Linked DNA regions of Triticum aestivum: region 1 is linked to region 2. A link is a contact called in public Hi-C data. All regions are on one chromosome and are shown on one strand. The core of a region is the stretch at or near the end of the contact, and the rest is flanking DNA. Distances in the headings are between cores, read along the strand shown. Region 1 holds the start of LOC123063185 (probable glucuronosyltransferase Os01g0926600). Region 2 holds the start of LOC123063182 (transaldolase).

The links. A called contact is a pair of places that touch in the nucleus more often than the background predicts.
Region 1: a Hi-C map of leaf shows a contact between it and region 2, with 3 times the contacts expected there. The contact joins the promoter of LOC123063185 here to the promoter of LOC123063182 in region 2. A contact is called at or near these places in 3 of 5 Hi-C or Micro-C datasets (all in leaf).

What each region holds. Positions count from the first base shown.
Region 1 is chr3A:683,336,443-683,342,928 of IWGSC CS RefSeq v2.1, forward strand. It overlaps LOC123063185 (probable glucuronosyltransferase Os01g0926600), which reads right to left and starts at 1,961. Exons shown (of 4, transcript XM_044486916.1): 1 at 1,663-1,961; 2 at 635-1,023; 3 at 68-309. The coding sequence starts at 1,765. LOC123063186 (microfibrillar-associated protein 1) reads right to left here. Exons shown (of 2, transcript XM_044486917.1): 2 at 6,345-6,486.
Region 2 is chr3A:683,124,561-683,130,796 of IWGSC CS RefSeq v2.1, forward strand. It overlaps LOC123063182 (transaldolase), which reads right to left and starts at 4,621. Exons shown (of 6, transcript XM_044486913.1): 1 at 4,330-4,621; 2 at 3,332-3,503; 3 at 2,874-3,224; 4 at 2,503-2,691; 5 at 2,224-2,406; 6 at 1,575-2,099. The coding sequence starts at 4,481. The coding sequence ends at 1,851. It overlaps LOC123063180 (E3 ubiquitin-protein ligase At3g02290), which reads left to right. Exons shown (of 5, transcript XM_044486911.1): 4 at 1-95; 5 at 191-435. The coding sequence ends at 217.

The DNA.
Region 1 (6,486 bases), core at 711-3,210, 210 kb after region 2:
CCCAATAATTCATTAAGAATGATGATTATGACTTATGAGGAGTACCACATGTTTCAGATGTGCATACCTTGCATAGTAACCACCCTCGGGATCATTTGCCGTATCGTAGAACAAACCACGGAAATAGACAAAGATGGAGCGCGGGGTCTCTGGGGGTACAAGGTGAGTTTTCATTTTCTGGGGAGGAGCATATGGTGGGATGTTGATTGAGCCCTCCTTTAGGCAGACATGATCCTTCTGCCCAAATGTCTGGACAAGTGTAGCGCGGCGAAGCAATGGAAGGATCCCCCTTTCGATCGCCTTCTCTTCCTGAACCATGGCAATGCAAAATGCATGTCAGAGAAAGATTCTACTAGAACAGAGCATGCAGTTTGTTTCCAAATATCTAAGATAAATAGGTTACATAAGTGAATGAACAGTCATCAAAGTCCGTGGTAGTACAAGTGTGCAAAGCGTGTGTATAAGTGTGCAAAGTACATCCATTCCATGTTTCAGTGGTACTCCCTCCGTAAACTAATATAAGAGCGTTTAGATCACTATTTTAGTTATCTATAAACACTCTTATATTAGTTTACACAGGGAGTAATATGTAAGTTGGAAGATTCAGGTTTCCCATCTGTGCTCTATGACTCACCTGATAATGGAAGCATGCCCCAAAGTCATGTGGCACGACGAAGAAATGATCAGCACCGGCCGTCCGGTTCCAATAGGGCCAGTGCGAGGAGATGAACTGAACCGCACTCCTCATGATCCGCGGGGATTTGAAGGGCAACGGATGACCCCATGGAGTAAGGTCACAGGTCGTGTACACCGGGGTGTAGAACCAGTCGGCCTCCTCCGGGTTCATCGTCCGGATCGCGCTCGACAGCAGGAACCGGTGCATGAATATCTCGGCGGCAAACATGTGGCTGAGGCACCTGGAGTCCTTGGCCACCATCTTCTTGTTGTACTTGGTGGGCAGCTCGTAGACGTACACCTTCAGCCTCCCGACGGGATCATCCTCCAGAACATCACCAGCACTCCCTGAATTTCCATGATAAACATGATGAGAATCAAGTAGTGCCGCAGCACAATCATCATAGCTAAAATTACAGAGCTATGGAACAGCTTGAGTGGGCTGTTGGTAGAGTACATGGCAACGCAACAGACAATTTAGACTCCCAGTCCAGAATCACAGGGAGGTTTAATAATACAGTAATGTCTAAAGTTCGGTGATTGAGGTAGGCGCCCATGCTTATCTACAAAGTCAGACATGCTCTCCCTGGCCTGTCGGTGACCAAAAGTCGGAACATGCCGCGCGGAATAAAATCCTATCGCGGCGAGATCTCGGGACGAACAGCTGATGTGCTGGCCATCACGTCCCGAATTGGTCCAGCGGCCGCAGATCTCATGCCGCCGGCCTTCTTCCCCGGCCTCAACCGGCAGGATTCGGTCCAAAAGCAGCGCCCCCCAAATCAGATCCCAGGCACCGCGGGAACGCACACGGGACCGCGGATTTCTGGGGATCAATCGAGCTCGGTGGCACAAGCATTGCGGCACGGCAGCAGGAAGAAGAACAGTAATAAAGACTAACTACCAGAGCATCAAAGGCTGGAAAGGAAAAGGGAGCATTTTTATGCTCTCTCCAGCTGAATCGCGCATAGGAGAAAGAAAGGCACACACCTTCGATCCTCTCGGTGTCCTGGCCCCTGACGACGACGCCGGAGCAGGAGAGGAGCAGCGCGAGCGCGGCCGCGAGGGCCACCATCGCCCGCGGCTTCCCCATCGCCGCCGCCCGCCCACAGCTCCCCGTGCGCTCCCCTACTCAGCAGCAAAAATACACAGGCAGAGGGTGGGGAGGAGGAGGGAGGCGGGCGAATCTGCTGCCGCGCGTTGGCGAGCAGGGGAGGGAGGGGGCCGGGGGGGAGTCGGAGAGGAGAGGGGAGGGGCGTCGGGTGATAATAATGCGGAGGAGCGAGCGGGGCGGAGGGTGGTGGTGGTGGGAGCCGGCTCGGCCCTCGGTGTCAATGATGAGCTAGCTGTCGGCGGAGCAGGTTGGTGGGACGCTCACCTCAAGTCCTCTCAGGACACACGCGCGCGCGCGCAGTAAATCCAGCGCCACCGTATCTGTAAATGCTACGCGTACCACGGCCCACGTATTTAGGGATGATGAGGATTTATTAGCCAAGCCCAGCACGTTACTAGTGGCGTGCACGTAGTGATTCGACAGGTAAAATGGTACTACTACTATTTTCATTTTAGAAAACGCCCGACTCTAATGATCAAACCAACAGTACACATATATATATACTCTTATAACAAAACTAGCAGTACATGTAGATATATAGACCTAAAAAGGAGAGGTCGATAATGATCAAGGCCACGTTTATGCCGGACCAACGCCCTGAAGAATAATTTGTTGAAGTTGTGGCCGCCGAAAGTTTTTTGTTTTTGGCGAAAACGCCGAAAGATTCATACATCCAATATCCCAATAACCTCTAAAAGAAGCTCCGCTGAAGGTGACACCAATGTAACGAAGTGGGATACTGCAAAGGAAAGTCGCCACTATCACCATACTAACAAAACCCTAACTGTATCGTCAAGAGGTCAGCGTGAATCTACACCAACGAGTCATCGATGCCGCCGCGGCTGACATCATCATAAGTCATATTTTGTTCTCAAACCAGTGCTTCCTGAGATCTCGCCGACCCATCTCTCTCGGCACACGCCGAGGATAGGAGAAGCAATATCTCCGCTCATTCGCCGTTGCGCCGGAGCGATGATAAGGATTCCGAGGAGTGTAACTGCGGCGGTGCCCCTTTGACAAGCAAACGCCATCGAGACTACAACGAGCCAAACACTGCAACCACCGTTCACCTACATCAATCGATCAATGTAAACGAGGGAATTTACGCGATTCGAACGTGGTGTTTTTGCTTGCTGCAAAATTAGTTTCGCATCACTGGTTCACTACAAACTGTGGCGCTTATTTAAATCTCAAGAGTAACATATCTCCTTTCTTTTTATATTCCTACAGTAGGCAATGCGAGAGTCGTGTGAACGGCCGCTCAGTTAGTTGATTAAGCGCGCAGAGGAGGCGAAAGTTAGGCTTTTGCTGGCAGACGGAGACGATGGATGAATCAATCATGCCCGGGAGACGCGGCCGGACGGAGGGAGTACTATTTAAGAGAGAAGAAGCCTGTCCACCTTTCCATCCGTCGGTGGCCATGCATACTTGCCGCACAATCAATCCAACGCCGTGCCGCCTGTCCTCCTCCTTTGACTTCACCTGTCGTCTCCTTCCCGAGCCTGCTGCTCGCTCGTCGCCGTCGTCGGCTGGTGTTGCTCGTGTTCGGCAGGGGTACCTGGTTAGGTAGCAGTACATATACGTAGTAGACTACACGCAGGGGAGTAGGTCGTCGTCGGTGGTAAGAAGACACGTCTTCTTCCCTCTGCGTGTGTTCACAGACTGACAGTTGACGATTTAAACTGGACATGTTTGGTCCCTGGCCTGATAGATACTCTTAAACAGAGGTAGGTTGGGTCGCCCGCCGTCGGTCAAGATTTCAAACAAATTTACACAACACACAAAATCTTCAAAAAATCGGCAAGGAATTCATATTAAGAAATAGGAAACCACGGAAACATGATCCGAATTACGGAAATACGTTTAAAATCCAAAAACACTGAACATTCATTTAGACAAAAAAGAGACATGTTACAAACACTTGTCCTGGTTGCGTTATTGTTATTTTTTCAATTCTCTGACATCCCCATACTCTTGTCTCTTGTCAAGAGTAACTATCATGATTAAACACCATTCTTATTCGTTCCCATCTAGAATGCTTATCATGATTTAACAAGCATTCTTATTCCTCTTCCCTCTCCTATTATCTGCTTCTTCCACAAATATCCTGGTTGGTGACACTACGTGTGCAAAACCACTGCCACATCATGTCATCATCCACCAAACATTTCCAAGCCAGCAAAGAGACCAAAGCTGTGTGGTTTATCAAGTTGACAAGTCATGTCCTATAGGAAGTATAGTATTAAAGTTGGGTCATCAAAAGTATCGTTGGACAAAAAAGGCCTAAGAGAAGAAATACACGAGAATACAATATATACACACACAACAGAGCAATTTTTACAAAACTAGTTTCGCTAGAAAAATATATATATATGGGAGAACCTCTTTTTCCCTTTATAAAGGAAGGCCTAAGGCTGGTCATAGTGGGAGTAACATAGGTAGTAATATAGATGCCACATAAGCAAAATTGGTGATGTGGCAAGTAGTTAATGAGGAGAGACGCAAATAGAGTAACATAATATGTAACCATCACATAGCGGTTTCCAATGCATAATGAGTCTACAAAGTAATAAATGAAGGCAACTATGTTACCACACATATGACACTACCCACTATGAAGGTAGTAACATAGACTAGTAACATATGTATGTTACTAGTCTAAGTTACTCTCCACTATGACCAGCCTAACAAAAGTGAGCCATGGCACAAAAGTCATGACATCGACTCTCATTTTTCATAGGAGCCAACAAACATCTGTTGGCCAATTCGGTCACATGTCCGAGCTATTCTTTTTTGCTTGATGGATCAGCAACACTTGGACAGAGACTGCAACTAGCTAGATGCCTAATTATACATTACTCCAAGTGTCAAATCACTTTTCCTAAGACAGGCTACCAGATGAAATCACCTTTAATAAGCAGGGCTGCAGGTGGAGGGAGCTCTTTTACGGTACAGTACCCAGCACCTGTGTTAGTTGGCATCTACTGCTCCCAATTGCGATTATATGTCAGGATCAGGCCTAAGATTTTTTTTCTTCTTCAAAAAGATGTAATCTATTCCCCTCTGTTCTGGTCTCGGGAAGTGACAAAATTAAGCTAATGGGAGGCCCAGTCGCCACTCTATCAGGGTGATATTTGCACCGGCTGTCAAAGTTGGTGGACTAAAGTGACCGGCTATCTCGAAAAGCGACCAGTTTATAGCAAGGCTCAGAGTAATCAGGATTTTCATACAAGTAGAGGTGTAACTTGAACATTTCCCCTTTTTATAAGGAGGAAGGTCCAACACAAAGGCCTGACGTGGAATCCAATTCTCAGAAGAGCCAACAAACATCGGTTGGCTAATCCAGTAACATGTCTGAACATTATTCCTTGAGAAATCAGCAACAGTATTTATACAAAGACTGCAGCTACATGCCTGGATTGTTACTTCAAATCTCCAATCAAATTACCAGACAGGCTCCCAGATGAGATGGGCGATGGCGTTACTTATAACAGCAGTTCACCTCTTCTCTACTGTTTCTGGGGAACACAAAAGGGGGCAATAGAAACATCAGTCAGGTCATGCACCACAGGCCCAGAACATAACTGACAGGGTATAAGCAGGTTTGACAATCAGGAAACGCGAGCCTGTCTAGAGACAACAATGGACAAACAATCCACAGGATTAAAATCTTGTAATTTCCATTATGACATCCACATACAACGGACAAAGCGCACAATGGCTGTCATTTCATCCTCTAATGAAGAACAAGAAAAGAGATTGAGTTATGAGGTATAATAAGCGCACAAAGTACACTAAGTTGTATTATTATTTTTAAAAGGACAGCTCTAAGGTTCGAGAGAAGCTACCAAGGCTTTAGTTCACCCACCGGGCCAGCAGTCCAGTTCAGGAGGGTCTGCCCGGGCTTCGGGGTAGTCGGGGAGGATTTGGGCAGCCTACATGGCGATTTGAATTTTGAACTGAGATTGGTAGGATAGTTTATTTCATTCCAACCTTAACAATGAAGGTAATGGAAAAGAACACAACAACCAAATGGACAGACAATTAAATGAAATGAGGCAGCAAATTCTGGAGAAATAGACTAAATTTGATCTGTTAGTCTGTAACACAAATTCCGAGTATCTCATGGTCCAACAGCTATGAATAGAGCCACCACCCATGAGACCTTTTTGGCCTATGTTTTCTTCCATTTAAACATCCCTCCGGTCCCTTTAACTCCGCGTATAAGATTTGTGTCAAGTCAAACTTTGTAAAGTTTGACCAAATTTATATTAGAAAATATCAACATCTACAATATCAAATACATATAATATGAAACTACATTCCATAATGAATCTAATGATATTGATTTCGTATTATGAATTGTTGATATTTATCTCTATATAAGTTTGGTCAAATTAGAGATACTGTGACTTCAGGCAAACTTATATGCAGACTAAAAAGGACCGGAGGGACAAATTAAGGCTTCCTTGGAATTCTATTACTATACGATTCTCAAGAGCACGTAAATATAGCATGCCTAGGGGACGACAGCATTTTCCAACAAATAGCATAGAAGTATAGAACATGCTCCTGTCACGAGAAGCACAGAAACATATATGTATGAAATATTTCTCTGACAAAGCATTTTGCAAGACAGTAAAAGACTGAAGACGAAGAATTTTCACAGCATAGGTACATTACCAAATGATGGCACATGT
Region 2 (6,236 bases), core at 3,371-5,870:
ATCCACAGATCATAACTAAATGCTCCCACCATTTCCATCTAAGTTGTATTTATGAGTGGATGGAGAGGAGCGACACCTGCCCAATTTGTGGGAAGGTAGGAGATTTCGTGCTCCAGACTTTATATATTCCTACTAAGAAATGCATTATGTCTGCATGCCTGACAGCTCGCATAATCTGTTGGGATTGCAGGAAATGGAGTTCTGCGAGAGCCCCTGAGAGATACTTCCATGCTGGTCGCATCGGGAAGAGCGGGAAAAAGTATCTACAGCATGGGATGCTGGAGAGTCTGTAAATAATACCCTAGTTCTTTGCTGTCGAAAACCTATCTCGTTCTCGGGATCAACTTCTTATGTGTACTCAAGTCAGTCTACCAAAATGCCGTGCTGGATATTTCCTGTATATTGTGAAATGACTATTTCAGCGGTGGAATTTGATAGTACTACTCGCTCCAGATGGGAATATAAGTCGGGCGTGGGTCTTAGGTTTTCGATTGGCTAGTGAAACATGTGGTATGCCAAAAAAAAAAACAATCTTTAGATTCGTCGTTGAATGATTTTCTAGACAAGAGTTCTTTTTGGCATATTACACATGTTTCAGTAGTCAAATTGACGACCTAAAATCATGTACCTGACTTATATTCCCGACCGGAGGGAGTATTTAAAAAAAAATTGTTCAAGCTAATGGGTCCTCGTGAGGGCGTGAAGCACAGCAAATACTCCCTCCGTTCCTAAATATAAGTCTTTTTAGACATTTTTAATGGACTACAACAAATGGATGTATGTAAATATATTTTAAAGTATATATTCATTTATTTTGCTCCGCATGTAGTCACTTGTTGGAATCTCTAAAAAGACTTATATTTGAGAACGGATGGAGTACTACATTGGCTCATTATTGCCGTGACAATAGCCTACTTCACATTCACCACTGTCCGAATCAAGTGTGTGCCCAAGGTGTCATGTGTTTAAGAGTATATACATCTAAAAGTAAAAGAAATACTTTATCAATCTGTGTAAGCTTTCTAGTCTCTGTCTACCTCCCGCCTCCTTTCAAGCCAAGTAGAGGACTTCGACAGACCAACGCTTGACAGTAATAGTTGTGGGCGCAACTTACTTTTCTTCTTCCAAAACGAAGGCAAAAAGATTTGTCACATCAATCAATTAAGCATAAGAGAATTGCTCAGTTAATTGACAGAAAACAGGCAAAAAAACGGTCACGGTCCGCTCTAAGTTTCAAAAGTTCACCCAAAATATATGATCTTCATCGATGTGAGCTGTATAAGGACAATTTTGAGCACGCACATACACCCTCCATCCGAAAAAGCTTGTCCTAAGCTTCAAATCAATGTATCTAGCATTAACTAGAGACAAGCTTTTTCGGACGAGGGAGTAGTTCCTACCGTAGTCCTTCAAATGGCAGAAAGATTAGTTTGGCCTCTAACTGTTATTCTTTAGTTGGATCAAAGTGTCGGATCAAAGTGTCGGTTAATGAAAACAGAACATGGGTCTGACATATTCCAAAACATTACTGAGCTAAGTTGCCAAAATTCTCATAATCTTGTAGAAAGTACGAATAACAACAGCAAGGAGAAATGCATTTCCCAAAGATACACAAATATGGCTCACTTGCTCAAAAACAATTGATCAGAAAACGAATAGCAGTTGCAAGCAACAAGCCTCAGTTACACAATGACAGCCAGGTGCACCTAGAATACAGAGAAGCTCAACCAGAAAACTGGTAGCATTTCATTTCCAAATGGAAGGAGAGAGCCAGCAAGCTGGCATTTTTATTGGGTATCGTTTGATGGCCAGCGCCGGTACCAAACCATTCTATCCGATAATTTTAGCGCCTACAGGTTGGCAGCGGTCTTGAGGGCGTTGCCCTTCTCCTCCAAGCTCGTGAGCAGACTGTCGAAGCTCCCCTTGAAGGAGCTCACACCCTCGTGCTCCAGCTGCTTGCCAACCTCTTCCCAGTCGATGCCCAGCTTCTCCAGGGCACTGTATATGCCCTCAGCTTCTGACACGTTAGCGTCGATTGTCCTAGCAACTGTGCCGTGGTCGATGAACGCGTCCAGAGCTTGGTCGGGCATCGTAGAGACCTGAATGTGCAAAGGGTGGAGAGCAAGTTAGGATGCGCTTAAAAGTTCTGAATATGTAAAAAATGACAAGTCGGTGATTATGATCCCGACAACAAGACGGAGGGAACTTGCTGTTGAAACTCACGGTGTCAGGTCCGATGAGAGGATCGACGTAAAGAGTGTCCAAGTAAGCCGGGTTCTTCACGCTGGTGGATGCCCACAACAACCTCTGCTTCTTGGCTCCCTTCTTCACCAAAGCCTCCCACCTTGGGCCAGAGAATTTCTTGAGGTAAAGCTGGTTTGCTATCTTTGCTTGTGCTACAGCAGCCTGAGAGAAAAAAGGGTGGTTACTAATTCAAAACTTGGATCTTAGTAATTTAGAACACCCTACTACTAGGTGACATAAAACTTCAATTGTCTCTACCTTTCCCCTCAGGGCAAGAGCCTCAGGTGTTCCAATCTTCTCAAGCATTTTGTCGATCAGACTGTCAACTCGGCTGACAAAGAAGGATGCTACACTGGTCACTCGGGATAAGTCACTCAAACCAGAAGCCTCAAGCCCGTCAAGGTAAGCATCAATCACAGCCTCGTATCTTGCAACGGAGAAGATAAGCTGCAGCGACATCAATAAACTTGTGATCAATAGGTTTAGCATCAAAGTATATAACAAGCACAGCAAAGTTTACACTAAACAATATCATAAGAGGTCCAGTGGGAAAAAACACACAGATGATACATTGGCAACCAAGGAGATACTACAAGATAATGATGGCAAAGCCAGAGCTCAGCACTTACAGTGACATTGACGCTGATGCCATTAGCAATGACTTCCTTGATAGAAGGAACGCATTCTGCAGTAGCTGGGATCTTGATGTACACATTGGGGCGGTTGACCACTTTGTGTAACCACTTCGCAGCTTCGACGGTTCCTTGGGTGTCATTTGCCAGCCTAGGAGACACCTCCACTGAAACGTAACCATCAGCCCCATCGGTCTCGTCGTAGATGGGCTCAAACAGTTTGCACGCGTCTTGGATGTCCTTTATGACGAGTTCCCAGTAAGCGCTCTCTGCATCCTTCCCAGCCGATATAAGCTCCTTGAACTGACCGTCATACGCGTTTGATGAAGAGATGGCTTTCTGGAAAATCTGCATATTGTTGGGGACACAAGTCAGCAGGGAACATTGCAGACACATCACACCTGAGCAATCCATATACAGCATATAAGAAAAATAAAATGGTGAATGGTGATTACCGTTGGGTTGCTGGTGACTCCACGGACACCGTTGGCGATGTAGGGCAGCAAATCGGTGACAGGCCGGCAGAGGTTGTCGTACCACGGGGACTGACCCTGTTGCTCATAGAGGTCATGGAGCGTGGTCCTCTTCGTCACGGCGCCGTTCCCCTCCTTGGCGGAAGCCATCGCACTGAAAATTCCATTTCATGAAGAGCAAGAATTAACGTCACATCCAAATGGTTGCCGCATCGCATACATATATGATACAAACAAAATGAACTTTTTGTTCTTCGTTTTCTTTTGGCAAAAGGAACTTTCTATTCATGATCATGATTTATGAGCACTGTAAAATGTTAGCGAACTTTCCATGCATGTTGGCAACTTAGTGTAGTATACCAAGCTTATCCCTATCAATCAAGCAGGAAGATTACCAGAAACAGATGGAAAAACGGGAGGCTACGCTTATCCCTATCAATCAATCAAGCAGGAAGAATCCAGAAGCGACGGCCTGCTCTGGCGTATAGCCCAACCAACCAACCCGGCGGCGCGCTCGCATAGGATACATCGCCGTCAACCACGTAGCGACGAATCCGCGCACGGCAACACGGGCCATCTCGGCCGAGTTGACCGAGACGGCTCGCGAAACCATCCGATCCCGGCGGTCCATCCCCCATCGGACGGCCGCGCACGCGCGCCCAGGCCTCCCTCGAAGGACCTCGAGGCCACCGCGGATCCGAGCAAGGCGATCTACGCGGCGGCGTGGCAGCAGCGCTGCGATCCAACCCACCCACCGCGATTCGAACTATGAAAGCGTGAACAAGACAAAAAAAATTGTCCCAAATCACGGCCCGGCCGCTCTGATCCGACCGGGCCTCGCCGGCGACGCAACCCCAGCCAGTCAGTCGCCTTCCCACGGCGCCGCCGCAGCAGCTGGCCCCCGCGGAATCGCGAATCTTATCAGCCGGGGGCGCGAAGAGGAGGGGAAGGAGGAGCGGATGGTGTGTATAATTTCTCACATGACGGGGCTCCTGGCGCGGGCGGCGAGGGAGACGCGGAAGCGGCGGGCGGAGGGGGCGAAGGCGAGCGCGGCGGAGCGGAGGGGCTGCGAGGGGAGCGGCCCCGCGGCCGCCGGCCTCGGGGCGGCGAGCTTGGGCACGGTGCCGGCCATCGATCGCGGCTCTGCTTCCGACTCTCGGAGGGGTTGGTGAATGGTGAGGGGGACGGCTGGTTGGTCGCCCACGGGGGTTGTTGCGAGGTTTAGCGGAGCGGGGATCTCTCTCTCTCTCTCCCTCCTCCTTGTCCCTGCCGCTGGTCCTTGTCACCGTCAATAAATAGATGCGCCATTTCCAATGCCGTTTTACGATTAGACCCTTGTGGTTTCCGGTATTTGTGGCGTGCCGTGGGCTGGTGAAGGGGCGGAGCAGCCGTGCGCCGGTGGGGGTGTGTACGCGGGGGCATGTGAACGTGCCATGCCATGATCCGGTCGCGGAGATGCCTTGCAGTGGCATATTGCCGCTTTGCCTCTCCTTGGCACCACCACTTGTGAGGCCAAGCTAGCAAGCAACGTGTACTCGAAGAGCAACGAAGATCTGCTGGCTAATGAACATTGACGTGGTTTTTCTTCATGCGAAGGGAATCGAATCAAGTCCATCACTTTCTTGCGCCTTCGTTCTAGAAAATGGCGATAGGCTGCAGTTGGAGGCAGGGGATCGAATTAGCTGCTTTCCCCTTGAGAGCGACGATGTGTTGTGGTTGGCTCCCCATCGACAACGAGGGATGCCACGAAGAAATGGCTCTGGGTGAATCATAGTCAATTTTTACCTTCAAGATAAACCAAAGATGGTAAATTTGTCCGTAAAAAGGAAAAAAGGCTAATGAATAGTGTCGTGTCCCGCAAAACATGCGGGAGATGTAGTTGAATTTGTCCACTTTCTTCTTGACAACGACGACGTTAGGTTGGAGTTGCCTAGAGTATGATCGGTAGCACGGAGGAGCGACTTGGTTCAAAAGTAGTTTAGATCTTCAAGAAATATCCAATGTTGTGAATTTCTTTCTGTTTCGCCCGCATACGACACATTGGCTTTGTTGTGTTTTCGGTAGCAAACATTTTGTGCATGGATTTCGGTAGCAAACGCCATGTTATGTGGGCCAATTGAGTAGGTCCACCTCTTTTCTCGTTGAAAAGATGTCGAGTTGAAATCGTCTCTCTTTCGACGACGATAGGCCACGGACAAATAAATCAGGGTGATGGATTGCGGTTTAGACCTCTGAAATACTTGTGCAAAATCATACGAAATTGGTGTGAAAATGCAAAAGAGGCTAAAAGTATATGCAGCCCTACATACAAGGAGAGAGAAAAGCAGGTTGTCAATGGAGCACAATGATGGGTTGGTGGCGTTTATGACGGGGTTGTTGACGATGTTAAGCCCGACCCCAATATTACCCTTATCCGGACCCTAAAAATGTCATCATCAAAAGATAAGCGGGTGACATAGTAATACTATTGTTATCACAACTTAATTAACACGGTGTTCCTAAACTCAGGTAGGTCCCTGGTCCTCGTATCTCCATGATCCGGTCGTGGAGATGCCCTGCAGTGGTATATTGCCCTTTTGCCCCTCTCTCTCACACACACACACCGCTCCTTGGTTTGAACCAATTAAGAAAACATAATTAAGCTACCACTTGTGAGGAGAGCAATGTGTACTGGTCCAATCCAGTAGCAAAGAGCAACAAGATCAAGTAGCCAATGAACAGTGCATTTTTTTTCATGAGACAGGGAATCAAATCGACCACCTTGTTGCCCCTTCATTCCAAAAAATGGCGATAGGTTGTACTTGGAGGCGGGGGATATAATTGGCCACTTTCTCTTTGAGAATGACGATGGGTTGTGGGCGGCTCACCGTCGACAACGATGGGGGGC